2 separate regions of the Ovis aries genome follow, and region 1 is linked to region 2. Evidence: chromatin contacts called from public Hi-C data. All regions are on one chromosome and are shown on one strand. Each heading gives the region's core, a stretch centred on a gene start, on an enhancer-like site or on the middle of the called end of the contact. The rest is flanking DNA. Distances are from core to core; before and after follow the strand shown.

Evidence for each region. A called contact is a pair of places that touch in the nucleus more often than the background predicts.
Region 1: a contact with region 2 is called in a Hi-C map of muscle, with 2.1 times the contacts expected there. The contact joins the promoter of FHIP1A here to the enhancer-like site in region 2. A contact is called at or near these places in 2 of 16 Hi-C or Micro-C datasets (liver and muscle).

Annotation. Positions count from the first base shown.
Region 1 is chr17:6,577,800-6,583,618 of ARS-UI_Ramb_v3.0, forward strand. It overlaps FHIP1A (FHF complex subunit HOOK interacting protein 1A), which reads right to left and starts at 2,364. Exons shown (of 14, transcript XM_060400969.1): 1 at 2,118-2,364.
Region 2 is chr17:6,367,062-6,373,572 of ARS-UI_Ramb_v3.0, forward strand. All of the region lies in intron 4 of FHIP1A (FHF complex subunit HOOK interacting protein 1A), which reads right to left. Among named protein-coding and RNA genes, the nearest start is that of GATB, 200 kb to the left of the region's middle. Within about 2 kb of position 3,345, at least 11 of the 54 cell types and tissues checked have an H3K27ac peak or open chromatin away from gene starts, as enhancers often do. A contact at or near this core is called in muscle, where this site is marked.

The DNA of each region.
Region 1 (5,819 bases), core at 1,114-3,613, 210 kb after region 2:
GCCTACATTAAAAGTGATACAACCTGGGCTCCCCTGGTTGTCCAGGGGCTGACTCCACACTCTCAAAGCAAGGGGCCCCAGTGGATGCCTGGTCGGAGAACTAGATCCCACATGCCACAACTAAAGATTTCGCATGCCATAACGAAGATCAAAGATCCCATGTGCTGAAACTAAGACCTGGCTCAGCCAAATAAATATCTTTTCTGGTATATAAAGTGATACAACTGTACTGTCTCTATTTAGGGAAAGGTAGGAAGCTAGCTGGGTAGTTGTGCCTAGATTGTGAAACCACTCTAAATCTCTCTCTGAATCTAGTTCAGTGATAGGCAGTTTCTCTTGTTTTTTCCATCTGCCCCACACAGTTAAATCCTGTTCCTAAAGCTACAGGACAAGTGACAAATGGGACCCCAAACTTTATTTCAAGACAAACATGGAAACGATTTCTATGAACCTGGCAGAGAGGGGTTAACTGGAACTAAAAGAAACCAGCTTTTAATTACCTGGAAAGGTTATCTAAATCCAACAAGTATGCCACATTAAGCCGTAAATGTACAGATTGAGTCTCCTGTTTGATTTCTGTCCAGCGAAGACCGCTAAAGTTCTCCAAATGTGGACTTGGGCTGTGGTACGCTACGTTTGGGCAGTTTCAGGGGAAAATGTCCTGTCCAGGGCCAGGTGTTCAAGTGAATTTGAGGTCAGGCAGGTTACCCTGCCAACCAGACATGGTACATTAAGGAGAGGAAATCTTTTTCTCTCGCTAATCAACAGGATAAAGGTGATTAAGCAGGAATTATTTTTCAATGACCTACATAATTTCATCAGGGCTGCTGTGGCTATTAGCAGAGAGCAGCTGACTTCCTAATGAGATGAATTTGATAGCAGGCCCCTTCCAGAGAAGGCCTCCAGTAGGCCCAGTCTACAGGGAAGCAACAAGTGGTGTGCACTGCTCACTCCTCCTCCTCAGGAGGATCTCTCCTCCGTTTTTATTTCCTTTCTTCCACTGGGAATATTCCTCACCTTGGATGGCTAAGGTTGCAGCACCTGCTGAATGGTGGAAGCTGGGTCTATTTTTTGTTTCATTTTTATTTTATACTGGAATATAGTTGATTTACAATGTTGTGTTAGTTCCAAGTGTACAGCAAAGTGATTCAGTTATACACATTCATATATGCATTCTTTTTTCAGATTCTTTTCCCATTTTAGTTATTACAGAATATTGGGAAGAATTCCCTGTGCACCCAGTTGGATCCATCCATTCATAACACAGCAGGATAAATTAGGAGTCTGGGATTAACAAAACTCGGCTCTATTAAGAATGGATGGATCCAAGTGGGTGGGACAGAACTGGGCTAATTCATTAGACCTGCCCACTTGATTCCCAAAGTCCCCAGAAACAAGGCTACCTACCCCTGCCATCAACACCTGGCTCTGGCTGGGCTCTTGAAATAGGACAGCAGTTCCACTCCCGAGCAGAAGTGGAATTATAACAAAGGACCTTTGTTAAGGTCGAAGCAGGACACACACACACACACACACACACGCACGCACGCACACACACACACACACACACCCATCATCATCACCGTCAATAATAACTACGACTTGAAAGCAATTTCATTAGAGAACTTGATGGAACTGAGCAAAAGCCACCCAACGAGTAAGTCCTCACACCTGGCAAGTACTGCAAACTTCAGAGTGGCACCGCCTCTGCCTCTGGTATAAAAGCGACAAGGTCTAGAGAGGAAAACTGAGCCCAAGACCTCTTCGCCTTTGCCTGCTCCTCCCGTAGGATTCAGCTCTCCGGCCCCAGGGACCAAGAAAAGGGTGGAGAGCCCTAATGCCACCCTTCTCCGTCAAAACAAGCTAGCTCTCTCTCCCCCGGGATCAGTCACCGAGTAACGCCCGGTCCCGCGGCTCGGGGAGCCAACCTCCTCCCCGCCGCGCCTGGCCCGACACGGAGACCTTGTCTGGGCTATTCCCAAGGGCCCGCTCCCAATTCCTGCGCCTCCCTCCCGGTCGGAGAGCTCAGGAAGAGGCGCTTCTGCTCTCCCGCTTCCCACAACCCCTAAAGCAAGAGAGCCCCTCAAGCGCAAGTCTCAGAACCGCGCGCCACGTACCTGTCAGGGGCCGCGGCTCCTCCTCCCGAGGGCGCGGTGCGGGGACAGTGCAGAAAGTTTGTGCCGCTGCCCGCGCCGGACGCTGCGAGGAAGGGGGAGCGGGCTCCTCGCCGGGTCCGGGACAGTCCGCTCCGCTCCCGGGCCGGCCGACGCTCGCAGATCTCTGCTCGGCTCCCCCCTGCCCGGCTCCAAGTCTACGGCGGCTCCCCGTGAAAGGACGAGGCGGGAGAAGGTCCGAGCGCAACTCGCCGACGGTGCGTCAGCGGGTGGCAGAGTCTCGCCGCTCCCCGGCTCCCCCGCCCCCTACCCCGCGCCCTCGGGAGCGCAGGCGGGGCTCGGCCGGGGAGGGGCCCAACCTGCCAGGCCGGCCCGGGGGAGCGCGCGCCCGGCCCCGCCCCGCCCCTCCGGCCCCGCCCCTCGAAGGCCCCGCCCCTGCCTCCGCCCCTGCCCCCTGCGCGTGGCCGCCAGGTGTGGGGTGGAGAGGGGTGGGGTCGGCTGCGACGTGGCCCCGGCGCCCGTTGCCAAGGTGAAGGAGGCGGAGCCTCTGAGGGAAAGTTTCCACCGAAACTTGAACCCCGAGGAATGGAGGACACCTCGCCCTTGGGGACTCCTCTATCGCTGGAACTACACCACTTCACGAACACACACACACACAACATTTACAATCGTGCCAAAAGGCTCATTACTTGGGTTTTGCTGAGTGGAGAAAGTGAGACACCTCCATGCAACACGCACCCTGTGAGTATAGGTGTACGTGTCACAGTTCACTGGCAGTTTTCCCCCAAATATGAGGGCTCTTTAATTGGACAGTTCAACAGCAAAAAGAAACTTCCCCATCTCACAACTCCTCAGAAAATGAGAGAGCAGGTTGGGAATCCATTTCCCTACGCCCAGGGTATGGCGATGGCCTTTGGCACTGCCTTTCCAGAACCCAGACCTTTCCAGAACCGGACTCCATGTTTGCTGGTGTGTATCATCGGAGACCCTGCCTGTTGTCTTGCTGGCACTGCTACCTCCTCCTCCCCATTCCTCCTCCTTCCAAGCTCCTTGCCTGTTTGGACGGTAAAGTCGAGGATCTGCTTTCTGAACTTTTAATCCAGGAGGAGGAATCAAATTCCTGGTTAGAGGCTCTCTTGGCATTTCCAGAGCCCTGTGGTTGGTGTGGCTGAAACTTGAGGTGAGCCGCAATCAGAGCGGGTTGGGCCGAACTATGGCTTGCAAAGGCGGATGTGGGGTTTTTCTTGCCCGCAACATCCTGCTTGCGCCTCACCAGATTCTCCTTTGGAGGAAGTATATCTTCCTCCCTCCATTCTCGATGAATGGCATCCAGTGACAACGAAAATCAAGTCTATCTAGCTTCGGGTTCTCTCTTGCAACCTCAGTAATCAGAGGATGCAAAAACTTCACACTTCCAGCTCTACCACCACTGTTATTCTTGATGACTGCAGCAGGGATGCATCTGCTGCAAATAACTCTCAGGGGTCACCAACCTTCCACCGATAACAAGTGCAAGACAGGTGGCTAACTAAAAGCTGCGGAAGGACAGGGAGATAGAAGCATAGGAGCGAGGAAGTTCTGCCCAGCAGGTCAGGGCCTGTTCTAACAATTGGGATGTGGGGGAATCATTTATTCAACCATTCTAGAGTGTTTTTCCCATGCTAGGCATTCTCCTAGGGATTGGGGACACAGCAGAGAACAAAAACAAAAATTTTAACCCTCATGGAGTTTACCTTCCAGGCAGGAGACACAAATGATAAAGAAAATATGTGGACTACCATATGATTCGGAGAAGGAAATGGCAACCCACTCCAGGACTCTTGCCTAGAAAATCCCACTGAGGGAGGAGCCTGGTAGGCTACAGCCTATGGGGTCGCAAAGAGTCAGACAGGACTGAGTGACTTCACTTCACTCATTTCACTCACTTCATACTTTATCACTGGAGAAGGAACTGGCAACCCACTCCAGTATTCTTGCCTGGAGAATCCCATGGACAGAGGAGCCTGGCAGGCCATGGTCCATGGGGTCGCAGAGAGGCAGACACAACTGAAGTGACTGAACACACACTCACGCCATATGATTAGAAATGCTGTGGAGAAAAAATAGACAGGGGCAGAACATAGGAGTAAGCAGCGTGTTCTCTTAAATAGGCGATCAAAGAAAGCTGCTGGAGATATTTGGGCAAAGGGCTGAAGGAGGTGGGAAACAAGATATCTGAGCTGATAACTTTTGAGGCAGAAAGCACAGCAAGTACAAATGCCCTGAGGCAGAGGCAGGATGCCTGAGTGTGCTGGGAGCAACCTGGAGGCCACTGTGGCAGAAAGAAGTCAGAGAAGAGGGAGAGGTGACATGGATCAAAGGAAGCCCCCACGCTGAGTGAGCTGGAAGCCACTGGAAGGGTTTGTGTAGGAAAGTGACATCTTCTGACACCTTGTAATAGGATCACTTTGACTGCTGGGTTGAGGGCAGTCATGGGTGAGGGCTGACGCAGAGACCAGTGAGAGGCTACTGAAATAACCCAGGAGCAAGAGGAGAGTGACTGGGCCAGGGAGACAGAGGTAGTGGATGGAGTGAGTTGACAGGGGAATCCTCCAAGCCTGGATATGGAGTGTGGAGGACAAGGAGTAACTGAAATTTGTTGCTGACATGCTGAGTTTATTCCTTACAAAATATCTGACTTTCTCCCTGTTTTAGAAGAAGAGACCTAACTAGTGAAGCTATTAATGAAAATGCATCTATTTCAGAGCGGACTTTAGCAGTTTAGTTTTTTACTTTATAAACTGTGACTATGAGTATGCCAGCAGCATATGAGGTAACTTTTATATTTAAATAAATTTCACTTACTCTGTAAGTCCAGGCCTCTTTGAAATCTATATCAATCTGCTTTGAAATACAGTCTCTACCTATGATCATAATAACAAAAATGCATTGTTGCATGATCAAAAATTATTACTTTGGTTACAGAAGGGGTTTCCCTCCCTGGCTTCCACAGTGAGAGGAACTGTAATGATTATTTTAATATTTCTTTTTTTTTAAATTTAAATTTATTTATTTTAATTGGAGGCTAATTACTTTACAGTATTGTACTGGTTTTGCCATACATCAACATGAATCCGCCACGGCTGTACACGTGTTCCCCATCCTGAACCCCCTCCCACCTCCCTCCCCGTACCATCCCTCTGGGTCATCCCAGTGCACTAGCCCCAAGCATCCTGTATCCTGCATCTAACCTAGACTGGCGATTCATTTCTTATATGATATTATACATGTTTCAATGCCATTCTCCCAAATCATCCCACCCTCTCCCTATTTTAATATTTCTATCAAATATGTTCGGCTATAAAAAAGAAAACAAGGAGGATGCTGAGCGGTTTGGCCTAACAGCTGGAAGGACGGAACTGCCAGAACAAAGATGGAGAAGACTTAGGACTTCCCTGGTGGTCTAGTAGCTAAGATTCAAGCTTCCACTGCAAGGGACCCGGGTTCCATCTCTGGTCAGGGAACTAGATCCCGCATGCCACAACTAAAGACCCTGCATGCCACAATGAAGATAAAAGATCCCACATACCACAACTAAGACCCAGTGAAGCCAAATAAATAAAAAGAAACACTTTTTTAAAAAAAGAATGGAAAAGACTTCAAAAGGAGTAGGCTGAGGGTGAAAGTAAGAAAGTTAAAAGGAAGACAAGAAAGAAAGGACACATG
Region 2 (6,511 bases), core at 2,095-4,594:
AAACATACCACTGCTGACTGTACCAAACCTTCACGGAAAATGCAAGAGCCATGGCCCCTAACAAGATATATGTGAGCAACTGCTATATTCAAAAGGGATAGCCAACAAGGACCTACTGTATAGCACGTGGAACTCTGCTCAGTGTCATGCGGCAGCCTGGAGGGGAGGGAGGTTTAGGGGAGAATGGACACATGCATATGCACCACCGAGTCCCTTCACTGTTCACCTAAACTACAACAACATTGTTAATCGGCTGCATCCCAATACAAAGTAAAAAGTTTAAAGTTTGGGGAGAAAAGATATGTGAGCCGTCTGCATCTCCCTCTCATGAGAATAAAATGAAGGGGTTAAAAACTACAGAAGGAAGATGTTTGAAGTTGTTCGTTTATCATAGTTACACATGTTGGCCACCGAAATGTCAAAGAAAGTGATATGGTTGTATAAATTAAGCTACATACACTCCTAGGCCTATTACTATGAAGACTACTGAGCAACATTTTTAAAAAAACTGTTAAGTGATATGTTAAATGAAAAAATAAGCTAATTGTATACAATTAGACTCATCATGATCAACTACGTCAAAACCATGAAAGTTAAAAAAGACTAAAAATAATACATAAAAATAGTAATAGCTGTTGTGTTCAAAGTAATGACAAGTTCTGATTTTTTTTTAAGCTGTCAAGAACATAATAGGGCCTTTAAATTTTAAAATACATTAAATAAGCAGAACTACCGTTGTTCTCCTACAAATAGCATTGATTTGAAGCTTTCAGCAGCAGAATGCAGCTCCTCACATGTCCCCGACAGAACAGCAGCCCTCCCTGCCCTCTTTGACCGGCACCGTCTTCAGCAAAGCAGGCGTCAGCAGGAAGGAGGAGAGGAAACTGATGACCCTGAGACACGTACCTAGAAGAATCCCCTAACATATGGCATACGTTGAAATTTTAAGCGTGAAGAGTTTGAATTGTGTATTTTTTTAAGCCAGAAAAAAAATTTTGAGATAATCAATTACAAAATAAATCCCTAAAGCACAGCGCTTCTGTCTGGGGTAGTGAGAAAGGTTTGAAAATAATAGTAATGGATGCACAACACTGTGAATGTAGTTAATGCTACTGACTGAAAAAGATAAAGATGGCAGAGTTTGTTTTATGTATTTACATGTACTGAAAAAAATTACTGAAAATTAAAAAATAAACCATCTCATGCGACAGTCTGGGTATATGGCCTTTTAACGCTTACCACCTCTCTCCACCCACCAATACTTAACTTCTATTTTGGTACCTGAAAATTAAAACAAATTTTATATCTCAGCCTCCATTAAACGTTATGACTTGGAATTTCTAAGATAAATATCCATTCAATTCACGTCCTTTAAAATGTATACACGTTAATTCTCAAGCATTTTATCAATGACTTTCAGTTGCTCCTTTTTGCCTTTCTGAACCACACGCTCTGTGGAATATGTTTCACTTCGGTCTCACCCTCCCGGCCCAGTTCTAGGACATGCCGTTACGTGTTCTGGTATTTAGGTTATAGAATTTCTGCAAGTCACTGCGGAAACTGGCAGAAGCACAAGGCTATGTCAGCAGGCATGAGCAATGAGGGAAATTTATTTCTCAGGGAAAAGTCTAAGATTTTCCCCTTTCTGAAGCAGAGTAAAAGAACATTTATAGACTAGGCTAGTTATCCTTGTGGATGAATAAATTTCTACAGAATCTGTAATCTCCATCGGCTTCCATTATAAAATTAAAAATACTGCCAGGGTGATGCCGAAAACATCGCCCCCAACACCCCTGAGTTGACAGTTTCAATGAGGAAGGCTGTGGTTAGCAGTTACCTGGGACATGCACAGCTCAGGGACTTGTGGCCTAGGCCTTCCCAGTGGCCATCGCCTCTTCTTGGCTGCCTGGACTGCAGAGTGCCCCTCTCCCCCAGCCTCCACGAAGCCCTCCAGGACTCCTCACAAGCCTGAGGACCTCACTGTGAGAAACACTGGGGTCTGTGGTCCCCCTTTGGTTCTGGCCTCGACAGTCTCACAGTGTGGGATCGCAGTACCACACTCGTCCAAAAGGGGGCACCACCTCGATACAGGATGCTCTCCAGCCCCAAAGCCCCCTATAAGGCTCCACATTCTAAAGAGCAAATTAGCTCCATACTTAAATTAATTCGATAATTTCAAAGTTCACATATTGAGTTTACTTATGAGAGCTATCTATACAGCAAGGCCTCGGGGTAGAAATGTAATTATACTTCTCATGTGTGCTTAGACCGTCTAAACTATCTTAAACTGGCACAGTGCATTATACATTGACGGTGGCGCTGCAAATGAGTGCCGACTTTCTAGAAAACAATCTGGCAACATGTAACAGAAGCCATAACGTTGTTCCTGCCCTTTCACTTGTTAATCTCACTTTGGGGAAAATGCCTCAAGGAAACAACACAAAGATAATTTGTTTTAAAATGTTTACCCAGGCTATATTTTCAATAATGAAAACTAAAACCATTATTGACCCAAATGGTCAAGAATAAGAGAGTTATAATCACAATGTTACATCACCATACACTAATGCTATTAAAAATAAATACGAAGTGAATCATATCATTATATCCAATAGATAAGGAAAAATAACTTGTTAAAAACTAAATATATTGACAAATAGACCCACAGTTAGAAATGAGTTTGAAGATATAATGAGATTGTAAGGTTAATTAGTTCTTCTTTTCTATAAATTGATCTAATTTCATAATATAAGTAAAAATAAAAACAAAGTAATTTTGTTCTTTTGTCTAAAAGAAGGACCAAACGCTGAGTTAAAACAGTAATGAACAGAAACTCCTAACCAGTATAAATTTTCATATATGCATATGTGTTTATTCTATATGCATGCCTTTAAATATTTATAAAGTATCTAAATGTATATATGTAAATATAAAGCAAAACTATTTACACGATCACAAGCCACACTTTTCTCATGGGTTAATCTTCATTTATATTACTTATTTCAAGACACTCCTCTGCAAACAGACCTACTTTTGGTGGGCAGGGGGCCACGAAAAACCCACAAAAGAGAACTGAGATTTTTATACAGAATGTAAGGCACACAGCAGCTTCTACATGGAGAGCTCTCTCTGTATCCCCTTTACAGAAGCTCTTCTACACCACCTTCTGGGTTCATGGGCAGAGGAACATGAGAACAGAGCTGTGATAGCCCCACAAAGAAAGAAAAGGTTTGCTGGTCGTCTGGAACAGGGCCCTCGCCTCATTCCCCAGTCTGGCCTGGAGGCTTCACTGCCCGAAAGACTGGTGTGTTACAGCCAGGGCCCTGAGTCACAAGCTCAGCAAAGTGCTGATTCTGCCTGTGCTGCCGCTCGTCCTTAGCCTCCCTCTTCCAGGTGTCAGGACGCTCCCGGGCCACCTCCCTTTCCCTTTCAGGCAGACACACCCTTGACCTGCTTTTACAAGTGGGCTCTGCGGGCCACGCCCTGCGCCTGGTTCCCACCCTGACAGGGAATGCCCAGGAAGCTTCCCGGCCAGAGTACAACTGGCACGGAAACAGCCAGGAGCCTCTGTTCCGATGTCCCAGGTCAGCCGTCCAGGTGGGCTCTGAGCCCTTTCGGGTTCTGTCGGCTGATTCCTGCTGTGACCTTGACCTTTCAATCTTTTCCTTATGTGCCCTCTTCTCACATCACTCCCACCAAACTCCAACATTCCCGGGCCCCCGCTTCTGCTTGCTGCCCAGTTCCACTCACCTGCTGCGGATCCCTGCTGCTCACAGGGCCCTGACCCACTCCCCTGCTTAACCCTCTTACACTCTCAGCCTTGCCTCCAACTCCCCAGCCCTGGCTCTTCCTCAGCCATATGTGCTTCGTCTCAAGGATTCAGTTTACGGGAGGAAAACACAATTATGGGGGCGGAGAGATCCAAGCAGGAAAATATACTTTACAAACATTTCCTTTACTAAACAAGTTCGCTTTGTTAGGCAGCTTCCCTTGTAGACTCAGCTGGTAAAGAATCTGCCTGCAATGTGGGAGACCTAGGTTCGATCTCTGGGTTGGGAACATCCCCTGGAGAAGGGAATGGCTACCCACTCCAGTATTCTGGCCTGGAGAATTCCATGGACTGTATAGTCCATGGGGTTGCAAAGAGTCAGACACGACTGAGCGACTTTCACTTCACTTTCACTTTTGTTAGGCCAAATACCACTGAACAAACCGAATCAACCCCCGATAAAGCCCATGCTCACTATATACGCCAGCTAAGATCAAAGGCTTCCCTGGTGGCTCAGACAGTAAAGCATCTGCCTACAATGCAGGAGACCCTGGTTCGATCCCCGGGTCAGGAAGATCCTCTGGAGAAGGAAATGGCAACCCACTCCAGTTCTCTTGCCTGGAAAATCCCACGGACGGAGGAGCCTGGTAGGCCACAGTCTATGGGGTCGCAAAAAGTCAGACACAACTGAGCGACTTTACTTTCTTTCTTTTCTTAAGATCAAATACGGGACTGTAAATGGTTTTCCAATTACAGCCAGGCATTTGCTGATCTACCAACTGTAACATATACAAGCTTTTGTATATATACTAGATATATACACATGCATACATACAGATATGGAGTCATTTATATATTTGCATAAATTTTACATTTATGTGCAAATTCACATATATTAAATTTACGTATCTATAAGTTTCACATATAAAATTAATATATATGTGTTACATATATTACATTGTTTAATGTAAATATAATAAAAATATGTGTAAATTTATATACATAAGGATATAAATACAAAAGGATCAAAAGCCCAAATCATGTATCATGATTCTAAAAAGAAACAAATACACAAAAAATCAACAGTGTGAGCAATGGTATACAAATTATCATCTGACCAACACAGCTAAATTTTTAACCTAACTTCAAAGTTATCTGACCTGTAACTATGAGGATCATTAGAGCTCAATAAGATAAATAGCATATTTCTTCCATTAAGGGATATCAGCTACTCCTATCCTTAGGTTTAATGATGGCTCCTACGACTCAGCGAAAATGGGTCTGAATTTCAAACATGCACAAATTCTAAATAGGAAGCTCAAATGCTTTCAGAATGAAAGATATACATAAATCACATAATCTCACCACACGACAACAAATTCTTCATGATAAAAAACGTTTCTCTGACAGAAGATTAGCTTTGACTCCACCTTACTATCATTCTATGTCTTATATACACTCAGGTAACAATAGATGACTATTTATGCTACTTTGGTTAGAGCCTAGTTATTTCAAGAAAGTCATATGAATACAATCCATACTTCCAAACCCTTTGGAATGCTAATTTAAAATGGCATTGTGGAAGAAAAACAAGTTACTAAGCAACATTTTCCATCACAGAGAAGGAGGACAGGATTTAGTGATCTTAACGCCAAATTCCATTTAATGTACCAAATCAACTACAACAAAAGCAAATTTCCATTCAGTCCTTGTTCACTACTTAGCAGCTGTGTCCTGTAATTTAGGGTATTTTGTACACACCTATTCCCACGGGAGACCTTTACACAATCATTTCTTCTTATATTAAGGGAACAGCCTAATAATATATGTGTACCTGCAGAACTTGGTTAACGTCGGCTTCAATTCCGAACTATAGAGATGTGTCTAAATCTAGAATTAAACAGGATAAAGCAGAAACCATATCTACATGCCATACCTCCCTGGGACCAGAGTAGTAATCACTATAACACAGAAACACAGTAGGAGCATCAGCCAATAAGATAATATGTAAACTAATCCTTAAGTTGCTGCTGCTGCGTCGCTTCAGTCGTCTCTGACTCTGTGCGACACCATAGACAGGCAGCCCAGCAGGCTCCCCCGTCCCTGGGATTCTCCAGGCAGGAACACTGGAGTGGGTCGCCATTTCCTTCTCCAATAACCCTTAAGTTAGGTATACATAATTTTTTTTCTAAAGTTTCATTATTAGAGGAGAGACTTAAGAGTAATGATCTGTGAAATAATACTCCAGAGACCCCTGTAATTCCAAGCACAGCAAAAACAGACTTATCACCAAGCATACAGTAGGTGAGCTTCTGAGATTTCAACATGCTGCCCAACAACGCTAGAGTCTAACAAAGGCTCAATTCAATGCCTTGGCCCTCTGCGGAAGTGCAGCTTTTGATCTGCTGTACTTTCTACTGTCAAAAGCTGCGGAGAGAGACATATAATTTTTAAATACTAACATCACTTTACTAGGAAAGATATTGAGAAGACTGATCACAGAGTTCTCTAACATCTTCCAATCTTTCATCGCTTAAAGACTTCACGTCATTTCCCTCTGTTATTTAGTCTGTGATAAGGCCCAGACCACAAGAGTAAAGATGAACAGAGCAAGACAATGAGTTTCACAGGGAACAGGCTGAAATTCCCTGACTGTGAAATCAGGGAATGCTGATCTCAAAGCCATCTTCACTGTGATCTCTGTGCTTCTTCAGTGGAGTCAGGCCACTTGGGGCTCTGCAC